2 separate regions of the Mus musculus genome follow, and region 1 is linked to region 2. Evidence: chromatin contacts called from public Hi-C data. All regions are on one chromosome and are shown on one strand. Each heading gives the region's core, a stretch centred on a gene start, on an enhancer-like site or on the middle of the called end of the contact. The rest is flanking DNA. Distances are from core to core; before and after follow the strand shown. Region 1 has its middle 37 kb from the start of Gm23440. Region 2 has its middle 12 kb from the start of Gm38542.

What was found. Hi-C and Micro-C count contacts between places; a contact is called where the count stands out from the background.
Region 1: a contact with region 2 is called in a Hi-C map of the G1E-ER4 cell line, with 2.4 times the contacts expected there. The contact joins two enhancer-like sites. A contact is called at or near these places in 1 of 15 datasets of contacts at CTCF or cohesin (the G1E-ER4 cell line), 9 of 484 Hi-C or Micro-C datasets (the G1E-ER4 cell line, the N1E-115 cell line, bone marrow-derived DN3 thymocytes and 5 more) and 1 of 115 datasets of contacts at active chromatin or transcription factors (embryonic stem cells).

The regions. Positions count from the first base shown.
Region 1 is chr3:79,013,262-79,019,628 of GRCm38.p6, reverse strand. No RefSeq gene overlaps it. Among named protein-coding and RNA genes, the nearest start is that of Gm23440, 37 kb to the right of the region's middle. Within about 2 kb of position 2,603, at least 15 of the 459 cell types and tissues checked have an H3K27ac peak or open chromatin away from gene starts, as enhancers often do. A contact at or near this core is called in the G1E-ER4 cell line, where this site is marked.
Region 2 is chr3:78,944,868-78,951,248 of GRCm38.p6, reverse strand. No RefSeq gene overlaps it. Among named protein-coding and RNA genes, the nearest start is that of Gm38542, 12 kb to the right of the region's middle. Within about 2 kb of position 3,963, at least 9 of the 459 cell types and tissues checked have an H3K27ac peak or open chromatin away from gene starts, as enhancers often do. A contact at or near this core is called in the G1E-ER4 cell line, where this site is marked.

The DNA.
Region 1 (6,367 bases), core at 1,354-3,853, 70 kb before region 2:
TTTGTCAGTTACTGTATTTTGTTTAGTGTGTTGGTAATGTGTGGCAAAGAGTTTATAACCTAGCAGAAGAGTTGGCAATGATTATCCTTTAGCATCCTGCATAAACCTCTGGCATAACAAAAGACAACCAGCAGGGAGAAGTTCATTTTTATCCTGATTTCTCCATGTCCAGAAGCCAGGAATTGTGATATTCTCAGCAATAATGATTTACCATCTAGTTCTGGCATGCAACCACAGCAATGGACATAGAAGTTGACTGCTTCTCCAAAAATATGTCAAGTGGTAACCCACACCTGACATTAGGATTTTTAATTCAGTAACATTCTGGCTTCTAGGAGTGCATTTTTCTCCACCATTCCCCACTGTGCTGGGCTGTTATTCAGGTCTCTATCTGCACTGTAAATCTGTGGGTCTCTTTTTCCCTTCCATTAAATTTGCTTGGGTTCTATATTCAATGCTTTCCTAATCATTGTGATAAAAATACCTGACAAAAGAAATGTAAGGGAGAAGGTACTATTTCACTTAGGCTATTTGGAACATTGGAGTCGATCATGACAGAAAGGTGGTACAGCAGTAGGATGGTACAGCCGGAAGGCGGTACAGCAGGAAGTACAGTAGGAAGGTAGAGCAGCAGGAAGTACAGGAGGAAGGCAATACAGCAGGAAATACAGTAGTCAATGCAGCAGGAAGTAAAGCAGGAAGGCAGTGCAGCAGGAAGTACAGTAGGAAGACAGTGCAGCAGGAAGTACAGTAGTCAGTGCAGCAGGAAGTAAAGCAGGAAGGCAGTGCAGCAGGAAGTATAGTAGGAAGGCAGTGCAGCAGGAAGTACAGGAGGAAGGCATTGAAGCAGGAAGTACAGGAGAAAGGCAGTGAAGCAGGAAGTACAGGAGGAAGGCAGTGCAGCAGGAAGTACAGGAGGAAGGCAGTGCAGCAGGAATTACAGGAGAAAGGCAGTGAAGCAGGAAGTACAGGAGGAAGGCATTGCAGCAGGAAGTAAAGCAGGAAGGCAGTGCAGCAGGAAGTACAGTAGGAAGGCAGTGCAGCAGGAATTACAGGAGAAAGGCAGTACAGCCAGAGTACAACAGGAAGGCAAGGGGATTGGTCACATTAAATCCACAGTCAGGAAGTAGAGAATGATGAATTCTGGGACTCAGCTTGCTTACTCCCTTTTGTATAGTCTAGAGTCTCATCCCATACAATGATATACAGTACGTCTGCCCATCTTAATTAACCCAATCTGGAAAAACAAAAACAAAAACCCCCAACAACAACAACAACAACAACGACAATGACAACAACAACAACAACAAATCCACCAAACAAAAACATCCCTTAGAAACAGGCTAGTTTCCAAGGAGATTCTACATCCTATCAAGTTGACAAGTATAACCTTTACAGGTTTCAGTTTTTTGGATCCCAAGAAGGGCCAATTAGCACAGACCTAATTTGTACTATTTTTCTTTGCATTCTCCCAGCCATAAAAAAATGCTAACACAGAGACACTGTGTCTTTTTTTTTCTTCCATTTTTCCTGCAAACAAACAAACCGACCAAACCAGAGGCTCATGTGGAGGATTGCATATACATGTCTCCTCATTGTAACTCAACCTTCCTTACACACACAAGTTCTTACTGCAGACAGATAAGCCTCAAAGACCAAGAACCACTGCTATCTGCCTGCTTGTGATCTGCTTTTCTTCTCTCTATTCTGCTTTCAGTAGGAACTGGTATGTATTCCCAGTCTACCCGTGCTTTGAGTGTGTTCCTGTGGACTCCAGTCATTAAGGAAGAGTATTATGCAGAGGAAGATGGTCATGCTGAGATTCCTGCAAGAATGCTTCACTCATAGACATCTCAGCCTTGTTTTTATGTCTTATCGCCCACAGCAGGGGCTGGGGGGTATACAACCCCGATTACAGCCAGGAGACATAGCACCCCATAATGCACTGGGAAAGGTGGCCATATGGCAATTGTCCCCCTTCCACTTGAATGCTTCCCACGGTTACATCAGCTCAGCAGTGTATCTTATCAGCCTTTGCAAGATCAATGTAACTGCTCTTCACCGACTCATCTTTGGCTTTCAGTTCCTGTTCATGTGCCAATTACATAATATGAGTTTCCTTGGGGAGACATGAAAAAGCAAATATTCCACAGGTAGGCCCTGAGGACAGGCTAAAGAGATGATCCAACTAAGTCTGTCATCGTGAATCAATGAGTTTACGGGTGTTACTTACCGAAGCATGGGTGGCACAAAGGCAGCTACATCACCAAAAAGCCTACCGCAGTGTGAATGACAGCTCAGGAAGGCAGCATCCCTAGCGCTCCCTGAGCAGCTCGAAGGCAGTTCTACCGAAGAGTTCCCTCTTGCTCAGCCATTGCTTATTGCTCATACACCCGCAGAGAGAGGACTCACAACTTCATGAGTTCTTGAAACTTCCTTGGGGCCTTTGTGAGTCTTCCTCTCGCATTCGCTCCTCCCATCCACAAGGGGGATACTTCAATCCGGATGAAATAGCTACAAGATAAATAATAATACTACTACTTTTACTGTACAAGGGTATAAAATGCTTGCCTGCCTGCACTTGTGGGAAAAGATGCTCGAGAGACGCCCCCTGTTGGTGGTATGTGTCTGGGACGGAGCAGGAGCTGAAAATGGTTTCTGCGTGACAAAGGGATGAAACCACACACACTTTCTCTTGAGGACATGTAGGTGATGGATGTGCAGTCTGAACGTGGAATTAACTAAGGAGATACTGAGTAGTTTGAGGGACTCTTATCTTCCATCTGTTTTCACTGCGGTTCAACTCCACAGTGCCGTGTAAAATTTGCAGTTAACGGTGGGGTGAAGGGGAATATCTATTTGCTATGAGACCTGGATTTTCTAGGTAAAATGGAAAGGACAAAATGAAACACCACACACACACACACACACACACACACACACACACACACACACACACACACACACACACACACGGACTTCCTAGTAGAAACTTAGCTACATATTGGACAGAAGTGTGTGGCTCCCCAGTCACCGCGTGGGAGTCCTTTATGACTTACTCTACAAATAGTCTTTTTAAAGCGAAACAAAAGAGAGAGACTATTTAAAATTTTTACTTATCATCCAGGTAAGCTTTCACATTGACAGAAGATCAAAACTTCAAACTGTTGGGGAGGGATGACAGGGAGACACTGAGGATACCCGCATGACCTTCCCCCAGATACTCCACAGAGGTGGAGCAGGCTCAGCAGGTTGTGGACTGCAGATCTTTTTATGGCTGAGTTATTAAAGTCATGTGTTGCCTTTAGACTTGACATCGATCTGAAGATGATGCAATGGTCTGTAAGAACCTGGGGGTTCTGACTTGAGCAGTGAGAGTTTGGCTCACCTTAAAAAAAATAATTTCATACTTCAAGAGAGGAACTAGCCTGCTGCCAAGGGTACCAATGAGGGCAGCACGGAGGCCCTGGCTTCTTTCTGCTCACCTCACTTTGCTCTTGGATGTGGAATATTTTTCTCAAGATGAGAAAATGTAGGCTCTAATCCTGAAGGGAATGAGGCTTCGTGTCTCTGGTGTGTGTAGGAGGCCTAAAATGCCATTTGTTGGTACGGATAGCTCTCTGGAAATATCTTAAGACACCCCTGGAAAATGTGGTGAGTGTTCTTTGCCTCTAAGGTTCCCCAATTATATAATTGTTCATCTTAGGAGCCATATATAGAGTGTGTGTGGTTTTTTCTTTCTTTCTTTCTTTTCTTTTAAAGAAGGAAAGTGAACGAAGGGCCTTAACTTTGGGGAGTTCTGAAGAACTCATCAAATGTCGCCAGCTTCACATGCTGTCCTCCTCAGGATGGGAGTGCTAGAGAGTAGGCAGCCATCTGGTCCCTGTGAGCACAGCAGATGAGTGCTGAGCACTGTGTACACAGATATGTCATCTTTCTAAACCTCGAAGGGATGAACGTGGTCTTTCTCCTGCTCTATTGAAAAGCTAAGATGTGGGCTTAGAGCTGGTGGGATACCTCTAACCCCAGCCCTTGGAAGCAGAGGCACAGGGCCTGTCAAGACTTTGAGAGGCCAGCCTAGGGACTATGAAGTAAAAGCCAGGTCAACTGGAGTTACACTGTGAAACTGTGATTTTAAAAATTAAATGGGTTGGGGTGAGATATCTGGGTTAGCTTGAAGGGATGGCAAGATCTCTGAATGTACCAGTGCTAGGTTAAGGCATTATTGATTTATTAAATACACAGACACTCATAGTATCCCCCTTGGACCAGATGGCAAATAGACAGACTTACTATTCTCATAATAGAAAAAAAAAAAAAAGACTTTAAATCCCTTCATTGCCACTGTATTGGGTGAAATACAGACCCCAGATCCACTTCTTAGAAATGTATGGTCTTTGTTTAAAAAACAAAGTCTAATTTTTGTTTAAAATCTTTTTCTTATATAGATTGATTTTATTTTGTGTGTTCGAGTGTTTTGCCTGCATTTATTCGTATGTAGCTTATGTTTTTCCTTCCTGGTGCCCTCAGAGGTGGGAAGAGTTGGATCCTCTGGAACTGGAGTTATGGTTGGTTGTGAGCCATTATGTGTGTGCTGTCTTCCAAATCTGGGTCCTCTGCAAGAGCGGCAAGTGTTCTTTTATTTATTTATTTTATTACATATTTTCCTCAATTACATTTCCAATGCTATCCCAAAAGTCCCCCATACCCTCCCTCCCCCCTTCCCTACCCACCCATTCTCATTTTTTTTGGCCCTGGCATTCCCCTGTACTGGGGCATATAAAGTTTGTGTGTCCAATGGGCCTCTCTTTCCAGTGATGGCTGACTAGGCCATCTTTTGATACATATGCAGCTAGAGTCAAGAGCTCCGGGGTACTGGTTAGTTCATAATGTTGTTGCACCTACAGGGTTGCAGATCTCTTTAGCTCCTTGGCTACTTTCTCTAGCTCCTCCATTGGGGGCCCTGTGATCCATCCAATAGCTGACTGTGAGCATCCACTTATGTGTTTGCTAGGCCCCTGCCTAGTCTCACAAGAGACAGCTATATCTGGGTCCTTACAGCAAAATCTTGCTAGTGTATGCAGTGGTGTCAGCGTTTGGAAGCTGATTATGGGGTGGATCCCTAGATAAGGCAGTCTTTAGATGGTCCATCCTTTTGTCGCAGCTCCAAACTTTGTCTCTGTAACTCCTTCCATAGGTGTTTTGTTCCCAATTCTAAGAAGGGGCACAGTGTCCACACTTTGGTCTTCATTCTTCTAGAGTTTCATGTGTTTAGCAAATTGTACCTTATATCTTGGGAATCCTAGGTTTGGGGCTAATATCCACTTATCAGTGAGTACATATTGTGTGCGTTCCTTTGTGATTGGGTTACCTCGCTCAGGATGATGCCCTCCAGGTCCATCCATTTGCCTAGGAATTTCATAAATTTATTCTTTTTAATAGCTGAGTAGTACTCCATTGTGTAAATGTACCACATTTTCTTTTTTTTTTTAATTAATATTTTTTATTACATATTTTCCTCAATTACATTTCCAATGCTATACCAAAAGTCCCCCATACCCTCCCCCCCACTTCCCTACCCACTCATTCCCATTTTTTTTGGCCCTGGCGTTCCCCTGTACTGGGGCATATAAAGTTTGCAAGTCCAATGGGCCTCTCTTTCCAGTGATGGCTGACTAGGCCATCTTTTGATACATATGCAGCTAGAGTCAAGAGCTCTGGGGTACTGGTTAGTTCATAATGTTGTTCCACCTATATGGTTGCAGATCCCTTTAGCTCCTTGGGTACTTTCTCTAGCTCCTCCATTGGGGGCCCTGTGATCCATCCAATAGCTGACTGTGAGCATCCACTTCTGTGTTTGCTAGGCCCCGGCATAGTCTCACAAGAGACAGCTTTATCTGGGTCCTTTCGATAAAATCTTGCTAGTGTATGCAATGGTGTCAGCGTTTGGAAGCTGATTATGGGGTGGATCCCTGGATTTGGCAGTCTCTACATGGTCCATCCTTTTGTCGCAGCTCCAAACTTTGTCTCTGTAACTCCTTCCAAGGGTGTTTTGTTCCCAATTCTAAGAAGGGGCATAGTGTCCACACTTCAGTCTTCATTCTTCTTGAGTTTCATGTGTTTAGCAAATTGTATCTTATATCTTGGGTATCCTAGGTTTGGGGCTAATATCCACTTATCAGTGAGTACATATTGTGTGAGTTCCTTTGTGAATATGTTACCTCACTCAGGATGATGCCCTCCAGGTCCATCCATTTGCCTAGGAATTTCATAAATTCATTCTTTTTAATAGCTGAGTAGTACTCCATTGTGTAAATGTACCACATTTTCTGTATCCATTCCTCTGTTGAGGGGCATCTGGGTTCTT
Region 2 (6,381 bases), core at 2,714-5,213:
AAAGGAAAAATGGCTTCATTTGGAAGAGACCACGAGTCAGAAAGCAAATGGTTATAAAAGCCCACTCCATGGATAATCAATCCGATTGGGACAGATGGGTATTAATCCCTTCCAAGATGGCTCCTCATAGATGATCACTTCCTAATAGGACCCATGTCTTTGAGGTTCTACCATGTCTCAGTCAATATTGTGATACAGCTGTGTAAGCTGAATAAGCCCCCCCCCCAACTTTTTGACCATGGTGTTTCATTGTAGCAATAATAACCCTAACTGAGGCAGGGACTGACCCAAAGTCCACAGTTGTTGTGGGTAGCCTCAGCTAAAAGGAGCAGCAGCCAATAGCAGTATCCAGGGCTATGGACAGTCAGCGGTGCCCAGGCTGTGTGTGGCCCCTGACACCTACTGTGGTTTTTCTCTAGCACCAAGACCTGCATTACTGGCAGAAGGGTACAGCTTCTTAGTGCACCCAGAGAGGTCCCTGAGAACCTTGTCTGCTTGCTTACTTGGCTTCTACTTTACTGCTCTAGGGTTAAGCTGGAGGAAGCCATGCTGGGCTCTGCTGATGGCCTGGCATGGTCCTGTTCTAGGTATAGTCCTGCCTGACGTGCCCTTTCCTGCATGCCACAGGCTGTTGGTTGTGGCCCTGTCACCATGCTCCAAAGCAAGTACCCATGTACTTGCTCCTCAAGTACTCAGTGGATGGGACGTCTGAAGCCGAGGCAAAGTACTGTCTTAGTCATTATCCTATTGCCATGAAAAGACACCATAGCTGAGACGGCTCTTACATAAAGAAAGCATTTAACAGGGGGCTTGCTTACAGTTTCAGAGCGTTGTCATCCATTATCATCCTGGTATGGATCATGGCAGTAGGCAGACTCTCGAGCAATAGCTGAGAGCTATGTCATGATCCTTGGGATAGGAGAGAGGAGAGGGACTCTGGGATTGGCACGGGCTTTGAAGCCTCAAAGCCTATTTCTGCTGATACACTTCCTTCTGTGAGGCCACAGCTAGTCCAACAAGGCCTTGTTGTACCCTGACCCCTCCAGTGCTTTCAAATAGTGCCATTTCCTGGTAACTAAGCTTTCAAATATCTGCCTGTGTGAGACACTCTTATACATGACACCACATAGGCCTTTCCCCTTTTAAGTCGCTTACTTCAGGTGTTGTGCCAGCTGGAGTGGTGGAAAGTTAACACTAGGGTATGCAGCCTGGATGCTCTTCCATCTCTAATGGAAGAGTATCTGTGTTTCAGTGCCTGGAAATTGATCCAAAGCTGTGAGCGTAGAGAAGTACGTTACCAATGAGCTACGTCCAAACCACTCCCAATCATCCTTCCGTCAACCTTTCCCTCTTTCTTTCCCTCTTTTTTTTTCTTTCCCTCTTTTCTTTCCCTCCCTCCTTCCCTCCCTCCCTCCCTCCCTCCCTCCCTCCCTCCCTCCCTCCCTCCCTCCTCCTCCTCCTCCTCCTCTCCCTCCTCCTCCCTCCCCCCTCTCTCGTTCTTTCTTTCTTTCCCTCTCTCTCTCTCTCTCTCTCTCTCTCTCTCTCTCTCTCTCTCTCTTTCTTTCTTTCTTTCTTTCTTTCTTTCTTAACGTTTTAGGTTTTCCTAGCTATCCTTGTTTGTGGCTTATAGTCTCCCTCTTGTGATACCTCTTCGCAACTGCAGGTATTTCCTTTGTGAACAGAAGTGCTGTTATGTTAGTTCTGTCCATGCCCTCTTTGTGAACTTTCTTTCTGTATGTGTTGCTGGGATGCGTGCGTGCGTGTGTGTGTGTGTGTGTGTGTGTGTGTCTGTGTGTGTGTGTGTGTGTGTATGTGAGTGCGCACTGTGGAGATCAGAAGTCTGCCTTGAGTGTGGGTCCTTGCCTTCGCTTTGTTTGAGACAGGCTACTTTTGTTGCTTGCTGCTGTACTGGAGATGCTAGGCGAGCTGGCCTGCACACTCTGAGGATCTCTCCTGTCTTGGCATATCAGGACAAGGGCATTGAGCTTCCCCTATCCCCATAGGAACACTGGAATTACAGATTCCTGATTTCTGAGACGCCATGGCACTGCGTTTTTCACGAGTTCTAGGCACTTGAACTCACCCTTGCATAGCAGGGGCTTTGCCCACTGAGCCATTTCCCTAACTATGTGAGTTTTTCTTCTATTGCTGTGATAGAACACCGCGACTGAAGCAATTTATAGAATGAAGGGTTTGTTTGGCTTATGGTTCCAGAGGGATATAAGACCCTTCGTGGTAGGTAATCGTGGCAGCAAGCAGCACATGTGGTGGCTGGAGCTAAAGCAAGGGCGTACATCTTGAAGTAGAGAGAGTGCACTGGGAATGGCCTGAGTATTTTAACTTTCAAACTCCGCCCCCAGTGAGCGACACAGGGGTACACCTCCTCCTAAACTTCCTCAATACCATCGACTATGGCGCCTGAGACTGGAGGGTGGGGGGTGGGGGTGGGGGTGGGGGAGACCATTTTTATTCAAAACCAAACTGATGATTTTTTTCCTGTGCCAGACAAATTTTCAGTTTGTGTCACAGACTGTTTTGAAACTTGTAATTTTCCTGCGTCAGCCTCCTATGTGCTGAGATGACAGGCCTCTGCCGTCGTGCCTGGGTCTTATGTCATTTCTTAAGCCGGCTGTGGGAAAACAAGTATTTCCTTTTGCTCTTTGTGTATTATCTGTATATACCAATTATTAAATTACAAATAAAATATTTATGTTTCAAAAATATGTTGTTAATGAACGCTTTTCTTTCCAATTCTTTTTAGAAACTGTTTTAGTTTTTCCTAGCTAACCTTGTTCGTGGCTTATAGTCTCCCTCTTGTGGTACCTCTTCGCAACTGCAGGTATTTCCTTTGTGAACAGAAGTGCTGTTATTTTAGTTCCGTCCATGCCCTCTTTGTGAACTCAACGGAAGTCCTTCTATCTCCAAAGGGAAACAACAGCTATCTGCAAGAACCATCCTTCTCATCACTGAACGCTTTAAAGATGGCGTTAGTTGGTTACTATAACAACCAGTGAGGCTGGAGGATTGAGGGGGCTGCTGGACAATTTCGCTATTTTTGGACAATAGAAATTTAAAAGGATACTTCGAAGAAATATTTGAAGGAGAGTGTAAGACATTGTATGCTCAGGTGCTTAGCTGTAGTAAAACTAGTTTGTCAACAACCAATTTATTTGCTTGAGATGCCCGTTTACTTAACATTAATAATAATAATAATATTTTGGGGGCATGTCTACATTGGCTTTGATGGACTGAGACTTATGATACTCTTGAGTCAGGGTCCTAAGTGCAGGACTATAGGTATGCTGGTCTACCCCTGGCTTAATCTAATAATTTTTGAAGATGTTAGACCTGTTCTTCAGTCAGTTTTCCCCAGTAATAGCAGACAGCAAATCTTCATCCTTCGTCATTTTACAGGCTGGACCATTTTCCTCAATGTGTCTTTTTTCTCACTTTTTTGAGCTAAATCACCCTTTAGTATGGCGCCCATGTGGTCTACTTCCAAAGCTTGTAACACTGTAAGTTTCTCATGGCATTTTGTGTCCTTTTCCACAGGTGTTGTGCTTTACAAGGCAAGGGTGACAGGTGCCGTCACTAATTCCACTAAAGTATTCCCGAAAGAAATCTCATTGCATGTCTTTTTTTGTGTGTGGGTACTGTGCACACAGTGTGTGCCATGGCCAGTGTGTGGAGGTCAGAGGATGACTTGCAGGAGTTACCCCTCTGTTCCAGTGGAGCCTCGGGATTCAACTCGGGTCCTTTGCCTTTGTGGCCTGTGAGTCACTGAGCCTATCCTCTGGTCCAAGGTATTTAAAATTGTTCCTTCCTCGTCAACGAACCACAAGGTATCAGTTGTTTAGTTCTGAAACATGAACTTGAATATCTTGATGACGATGTGTGGTGTGAATGTTTTATCCGTGCAACCAACGTTTTGTTGCCGAGGAAATGGGTCTGTTGCAGCATTTGATTGCTGGCTTCCCTGGTTGCTTGCGGTAATCTTTGTTGTCCATCTGAGTAAGTCTCCTTCTGTCAGTTCTGAACTTGTCAAGTGGTTTTTCATTTGAAGCCCCTCCCCTCCCGCCCACCCCAGAAGAGATCTCCTGATTACAGAAACAGTTTTTTGATTGAATTGTGCTATGGTAGCTTCTATTTCTTCTTGGAAATAAGCAATATTATTTATTCATCTTGGGAATATACTAGCAGGGAATTTTTGACACTTGAAAAGTGATGCGAAAAGTCATTTATTTAAAAAAAAAAGTTTGAGCAAACAATGAGAAGTTGAGTGGGGAAAAAAAAATTGCCCAGCAAACTAAGAAGAGCATGACGTTTGTGGAATCAAGAGTGTCCTGGCTGACTGATGTCAACTTGACATGGGCTAGAGTTATCTGCAAGGAGGGAACTTCAATTGAGAAAATGCTTACGTGAGATCCGGCTGTAGGGCATTTTCTTCATTAGTGATCAACGGGGTGGGAGGGGGAGGCTCAGTGTGGGCTCAGTGTGGGCTCAGTGGGCTCAGTGTGGGCTCAGTGTGGGCTCAGTGTGGGCTCAGTGGGCTCAGTGTGGGCTCAGTGTGGGCTCAGTGTGGGCTCAGTGGGCTCAGTGTGGGCTCAGTGTGGGCTCAGTGTGGGCTCAGTGTAGGCTCAGTGTGGGCTCAGTTGGCTCAGTGTGGGCTCAGTGGGCTCAGTGTGGGCTCAGTGTGGGCTCAGTGGGCTCAGTGTGGGCTCAGTGGGCTCAGTGTGGGCTCAGTGTGGGCTCAGTGTGGGCTCAGTGGGTTCAGTGTGGGCTCAGTGGGCTCAGTGTGGGCTCAGTGGGCTCAGTGTGGGCTCAGTGTGGGCTCAGTGTGGGCTCAGTGTGGGCTCAGTGTGGGCTCAGTGGGCTCAGTGTGGGCTCAGTGTGGGCTCAGTGTGGGCTCAGTGTGGGCTCAGTGGGCTCAGTGTGGGCTCAGTGGGCTCAGTGTGGGCTCAGTGGGTTCAGTGTGGGCTCAGTGGGCTCAGTGTGGGCTCAGTGGGCTCAGTGTGGGCTCAGTGTGGGCTCAGTGTGGGCTCAGTGTGGGCTCAGTGTGGGCTCAGTGGGCTCAGTGTGGGCTCAGTGTGGGCTCAGTGTGGGCTCAGTGGGCTCAGTGTGGGCTCAGTGTGGGCTCAGTGGGCTCAGTGTGGGCTCAGTGTGGGCTCAGTGTGGGCTCAGTGTGGGCTCAGTGGGCTCAGTGTGGGCTCAGTGTGGGCTCAGTGTGGGCTCAGTGTGGGCTCAGTGGGCTCAGTGTGGGCTCAGTGGGCTCAGTGTGGGCTCAGTGTGGGCAGTTCTAGCCTTGGGCTGGTGTTCTGGGTTCTCTAGGGCAGCAGGCTGAAGCTGGGCAGTGGTGGTGCTGCCTTTGATCCTGGTGCTTGGGGAGGCAGAGGCAGGCAGATCTCTGGGTTTGAGGGTAGCTTGGTCTACATAGTGAGTTCCAGGACAACCAGGGCTACATAGAAGAAAAAAAAAAACCCAACCTGTCTTGGAAAACCAATAAAATAAAACAAAATGATAAAAATAAATAAAAATTAAAATAAAATTAAAAATAAAATAAAGCAGGCTGAGCAAACCACAGGAAGAAAGCCAGTAAGCAGCACCTCTCCATGCTTTCTGCATCAGCTCCTGCCTCCAGGTTCCTGCCCTGTCTGAGTTCCTGCCATGGTTTCCCTCCGTGATGAACAGTGATGCTGAAGTGTAAGCTAAATAAACCCTTCCCTCTCCAACTTGCTCTTTGATCATGGTGTTCTGTCGCAGCAATAGACACCCTGACTAAGTTAAAGAGGGAGAGCCAGGAGGGGGGCTGTAGAAGACAGGGCTTCTGATGTCTGCATTACGTAATATTTAAGCAATTGATGTAAAGAGGCTGAGGTCAGTTTTCTTCTTGGCCACTAATAATTATTTTCAGGATGATTTATTTTTTTATTTATTTTAAAATATTTATTTGTATTTAGTTAAGTTTTATATGGAGTAGTATTTTTTTTTTTTCAGGTATGTCTGTGAGCTTTCATGTGTGTGCCTGTTCCCTCAAGTGACAGAAGAGGGCATCATATCCATTGCAACTGAACTTACAGAGGGTGAGCAACCATGTGGGTGATGGGAACCAAACCTTGGTCCTCTTCCTGGGAAAATTCTCTTAACTGCTGAGCTTTCTCTCCAACCCCTTATTAATGTAGTATGTATGTATGTATGTATGTATGTATGTATGTATGTGTGTATGTGTGTGTGTATGTATGTATTTTTTATAGATGATGGTGGTGATGATGATGCCCGTACACATGATGTATGTGACTGTGCATTGCATGACAAGCATATAGAGGTCAGAGTTCAACTTTGTGATGTCTGTTCTCTTCTTCCATCTTTATATGTTCTCCAGGG